Linked DNA regions of Cricetulus griseus: region 1 is linked to region 2. A link is a contact called in public Hi-C data. All regions are on one chromosome and are shown on one strand. Each heading gives the region's core, a stretch centred on a gene start, on an enhancer-like site or on the middle of the called end of the contact. The rest is flanking DNA. Distances are from core to core; before and after follow the strand shown.

What was found. Hi-C and Micro-C count contacts between places; a contact is called where the count stands out from the background.
Region 1: a Hi-C map of the CHL-YN cell line shows a contact between it and region 2, with 2.3 times the contacts expected there. The contact joins the enhancer-like site here to the promoter of LOC113834908 in region 2. A contact is called at or near these places in 3 of 8 Hi-C or Micro-C datasets (the CHL-YN cell line, the CHO-K1 cell line and liver).

The regions. Positions count from the first base shown.
Region 1 is chr3:133,349,797-133,352,496 of CriGri-PICRH-1.0, forward strand. No RefSeq gene overlaps it. Among named protein-coding and RNA genes, the nearest start is that of Otud7a, 190 kb to the right of the region's middle. Within about 2 kb of position 1,280, at least 1 of the 6 cell types and tissues checked has open chromatin away from gene starts, as enhancers often do.
Region 2 is chr3:133,273,812-133,276,511 of CriGri-PICRH-1.0, forward strand. LOC113834908 (Krueppel-like factor 13) reads left to right here and starts at 1,346. Exons shown (of 2, transcript XM_027408066.2): 1 at 1,346-2,385. The coding sequence starts at 1,809.

The sequences.
Region 1 (2,700 bases), core at 30-2,529, 76 kb after region 2:
TGTGTGGATGTCCTTCTCCATACCCCATCTGCCTTAATGACTTAAATATTAATTCACAAATTCTTTAATGCTATATACAGTCAGCTCAGGATTTTGTGCACCAATCCCTTTGAAGACATCAAAGTGGAGTAAAGTTGTTGGAGTGTGGTGTCTGGGAGTTGGGTTCACAGCTCTGGCTCCTCGACAAGTGAGACCCCAGGCTGGCTGGTCAGGGTTGCTGTGACACAGGAAACTTGGTCATAGCAGCCTGTTTGTGTCTTTTTTGTTTTGGGCCCTTTGAAACAGAGTCTCAGATATCCCTGGCTGGCCTCCACCTTCCAAGTGCTGGGATTACAGCCACGTGTTACCACACCTGGCCTAGCTGTGTCTTAAGTCTGTTTGTAGCACAGCTGAAGGGAACATTTTAAAATGTCATCCATAACCTATTCCCACAGTTCAGAATGACACAGCAGTTCTGAGCACCCGTGTACAGGGACCTGCTTCCCTCTGAGGGCAGGTTTGTCCCATGTTTCCTTCCTTACCTCGCCCAGCCTCCTGACTTGTGATATAGAGACAGCACTGGAAATTTCCTCCTTCAGGACACTCCCCAGCCTTACTGGCTGCTCCTTGCCTTTCCCCTGCTCAGGAAGGCCCTGACCCCATAGGCAAGCCTGGAGCTCTTTACACTTCCCTCCATAACAGCCAATAGTTTTCTGTGACTGTTTGTTTAACTGGTCCAGCTAGTTACATTTCTTGCCATCAGGACCAAACCCTCAACAAAAGTAACTTAAGGAAGAGGAGTCTGGTTTTGTTCACAGCTTTGGGCCTGTTCATCATGGGGAAACGTCCTCGTGCAGGAGCAGGAGGTGGCTGGTCACAGTGTGTCTGCCATCAAGAAGCAGCGAGTGATGACCCCATTCCTGATCCTCCTGCCTCTGAGTCTCGGGTGCTGGGATTATAGGCCTGAGCCCCAAATGCCTATCTCTCTACCATATGTTCATCTTGTTGTTGTGGTGAAGAGTGGCCTCCTACATCTGTGCACACTAGTGCCTCCCATGTGGAAGCCTTCTGCTACCCTCATAGGTGGTCAGGATATACCCATGGGGTTCAGGAACACAGGGGTCATGTGGGAAGCATGGGCCTCTAGGTGAGGAAATCCAGGCTCACTAACTTACCTGGCTAACACCGATCATTAGGAGGAGAGCTGGGGCCATGACTCATGAAACCACAGCCTAGACCTGTGGCCATGGCTGGGAGGGTGAGTGAAGAATGTGCACTGTCAGCGAGTGCGGGGTCCGCCAGCCCTCTCCGTGGTCCAAAGGGCTGTCTTTAGGACAGATCTGTTGGAAATTCCTGCCAGTGTTGTTTGGAGGTGGGCTCTCTGGAAGATAATGAGGACAAATGAATTCATGTGGGTAGGGCCCCATGAGTGGCCTTACACTTACAAAGAGATGGAGAGACCCAAACTAGTCCCTCCTCTGTCTCATCAGGGTACCCTACCATGTTATGGTACAGCAAGCTAGCCTTCACCAGATGCCACACACCTGTACTTCAAGAACTGAAAGCCGGATAACCTTCAATTCTTTATCAATGATCCAGTCTTAGTTATTTTGTTATAGTGGCCAAAAAAAAAAAAAAAAAAGAATAAGGTAGACCTCAGGCTTTGTCAGGGAGATCCAGGGACAATAGGTCCTGATCACAAATGGCCAGGAGATGCATAGAGTTGGTACAGGGCAGAGGGGAAGGACCAAGGTCTGTGGGCTTCAGAAGTAAAGGAGAAACCTAATGGGGGACACTGGACAACACAGAGAGGGTGAGGTGGTGGGAGGGTGAGGAACTTCCAGGGATGTGGGCAGTTCTTACAGCATTTGCACCTGGAATGTCTGGACTCACATTGAAGCATGATTGGTTGGTGGGAGGCGGCCCAGGTGGCCCATCTACACAGATATTAGGTGAACCTGGGAAGAGGGTCAGGGCTCCCAGGTGGTAGCCTCTGGAAAGTAGATCTGGGTCTACACTGTAGAAACCTCCCCAGGTTGGCATGGCATTCTGGCTCTGGTGGTTCAGGACTTGCACAGTCTCCTGCTCCACTCCATCTTAGAGCTTCTGTTACCTTGGAAAAATAAGGAACGAAGTCGGGCGGTGGTGGCAGCGCATGCCTTTAATCTCAGCACTCAGGAGGTAGAGGCAGGCAGATCTCTATGAATTCAAGACCAGCCTGGTCTACAAACCCACACAGAGAAACCTTGTCTCAAAACAAACAAAAAACAAAAAAGAAGAAGAAGAGAAAAGGAAAAAAAGAAAAGAAAAATAAGGAACGGAGACAGAGGGACTAGTCTGTGATGCAGCCTAGTTCCGAACCCAGGATGAGTTCTGAACCTGTTGACCTACATACCTAGGTCTCTTCACTCTGGTGGGAGACATAGAGACAGAGGACATCCAAGGGTAGCCGGTGTGTGTCAGGTCTCTTCACTGTGGTGTGTGTCAGACAGAAGGAGCTATTGGGGAGCTTTGTAGTGGTTCTTGGAGGGAGAAGCCCTGGGATTGTGGGGCTCAGGAGGAAGAGAAGGAGGCATCAATGGTGGGGGCAGACCTTCGGGGAGGGAAAAGGAATCTGGAGTCAGGAAGCCCCATAAATGGCTGCATCCTTTGGAGGGATTGATGAACACAGGTTTGAGTCCACAAACCCAGGAAGGAGCTAGGGTATTCCCCCAGGTGCTG
Region 2 (2,700 bases), core at 96-2,595:
TCAGTTTCCCGTGGTTAACAGAAGTCAAAGTCTTTTCTATTCAAGGCTCTCAATAAATTTGGAGGCGGAGAACTTGAAGTCAGAACCATGGTTCTTAATTTTGCCATAGGAGGTGATTTGCCCCTGCTTTAGTCCTCTAGAGTGGACCATCGGGGGGCCTCCCCGACATGCTGATGGCTGACTTGTTTCAAGGCATCACCCACAATGGAAAGCAGAAGCTGCTGACCCTGTTCTCACAGGTCAGAGGCCAGCCACGGCCAGAGTCCTGAAAAGTGCGTTAAGATTGGTTGAAAGGCAGTAGGAAGCTATGGTCTCTCTGACGATGGCCTAGTGTGTTTGGAGAGAACGATATGAATGTGTGTCTAGACTCTAGAGCAAGGTGGCCTGGTTGGAAGGCCCCGGCAGGACTCAGAGGAGCATTTCCTTTAGAGGCCCAGACAGTGGATGGGTGGGGCGCCCTGGGCGGGGTCCTCGCAGCTGGTGGTGTTTGAAGCCTCCACGACCGACCGCGGTGGGAGAGGGGCGGCCTGGAGAAGTTGGCAGCAGGCCTGGGGCAGGAAGGGGGAGGAAGGGGCCCTGTGTTCCCTGAACAGCCGCGACCGCAGCCCCAGCACGTAGCTCACTCACTCAGCACTGGCAGTGGTGGGCCCTGCACCAGCCAGGTTAACAGGGGCTCAAGGGCAGCGCGGCCGCGCGGGGGCGGGGCGGCCCGGTGGTGACTTGGCTCTCGCCAGGGCTGCGCCGAGGACTGGAGCTCAATGGGGCAGAGTGTTGAGATGGCTGGAGGCTGCAATACAAGCCCGGCCACCCGAGAACTCCGCTGCGGTGGGGTGAGGAGCGGCAGTGTCCCGCCCATAGGCGAGGCTGGCCGCCTAGGTCCCGCCGAGACGGATACGCCACCTCGCCCGCGCTGCCGGCGGGCGGAGCGACCACAGGGTGCCCTCCCCAGCGTTGCCATCCTCGCACCACCCACGGTTGCCTGCGCACAAAAGCCCTGGCATGGAAAGGCCCGGCGGGGTTCCCGCTGCGGGAGGCACGCGCCCCAACCCTGCGCCGCTACACCGCGGCCCGCCACCCTCGAACGTCATGCGTCACCGTGCCGCGCGCTGGGCTCCGATTTCCGCCCCTCCTCCTGCAGGTCCAGGGGCACGCCCACTGGCGCGCGCAGGTCCCGCGGCCAGTAGGGCCCTCTGGAGGCCCGGATTGGCGGGCTAGAGTACTCAAGAGCCAATGGCGTTCGCGTCTGCCACTGGCCACGCCCCTCACAGGGCGCGGGCGCGCGACCGCACGGTCCCTCTGGTGCGCGCTCCAGGCTCCCCGCCCCCTTCGTGCGCGCTGCTCCCTGCGGCCGCTGCCGCCTGTAACCTGCGCCGCCAGGATGTGGCTGGGGGCTGACGTCGGGTCCAGATGTGGCCCCGGCCCCGCCCACCCCCGGGGCCGGTCCGCCCACACCGAGCAGCGGCGCGCACGGAGGCTGTCCCGCCTGCCACAATGCACGGTGGAACTGCGACCGCAACTTGCAGGGGTCGTGCCTAACATCGCCGCTCGACATCCGTAAGACAAGCCGGCCCTGACGCCGCACGCGGACCCTCCTCGTTGGAGCCCCCCATGCGCTCACCCTCCAGTACCCGGCCAGGCGGACGCGGAGCCGCGCGGGTGACGGCAGAAGCGGCTGCGCGCCCAGCCTAGCCCAGCCCAGCCGGAGAAGAGGGCGCGCCGCGCCCCGCCCCCCCGCGCTCTCCGGAGGCCGTGGGTGCGGATGCGCCGCTGACGACTCGGCGAGAGCACCGCGCGCCCAAGCCCGCAGCATGGCAGCCGCCGCCTATGTGGATCACTTTGCCGCCGAGTGCCTCGTGTCTATGTCTAGCCGCGCAGTCGTGCACGAGCCGCGGGAAGGGCCTGAGCCCCGGCCCGAGGGCGCGGCCGCCGCCGCCCCCACACTGCCCCGCGTTGACGAACGCCGCGACGGCAAGGACAGCGCCTCGCTTTTCGTGGTGGCGCGGATCCTAGCGGACCTCAACCAGCAGGCGCCGGCGCCCGCCCCCGCGGAACGCAGAGAAGGGGCCGCTGCGCGCAAGGCGAGGACCCCCTGCCGCCTGCCGCCCGCGCCCCTGCGCCGCCGCCCGCCCAGAGCCCGCCCCCCGGGACAAGCAGGCGCGCCGGCCGCGCCCCCCAGCCCCGCGTGGAGCGAGCCCGAGGCGGCACTGGAGCCGGAGCCGGGGCCCGCGGGGAGCGGCGAGCCCGGCCTCAGACAAAGGGGTCGGCGGGGCCGGAGTCGCGCAGACCTCGAGTCCCCGCAGAGGAAGCACAAGTGCCACTACGCGGGCTGCGAGAAAGTTTACGGGAAATCTTCGCACCTCAAGGCGCACCTGAGAACTCACACAGGTCAGTGGGGCGGCCCGAACGCCGCGATCAAGCGGACTAGGGACTGACTGCTCGGGGACGGCCACGCCCCCAGAGCTCTCGGCCCAGCGCTGTAGGGGCCGGGACCGGGGCCGGGACCGGGGGCGGGGAGCCGGGAGCTGAGAGCGATCGCGGCCGCGCCCCTGCCCTGGCGCTCCGGCCTCGCGTGACGCTGGCCGGCCGGGGCGCTTGGAGCCGGCGCCCTCTCGGCGACCGCGCCCCCATCGGGCACGCCCCCTCCCGGGTTCTTGGGGCGGGGCCGCGGGGTGGATGTCGTCATCCGGGTTGCGGGCGGCG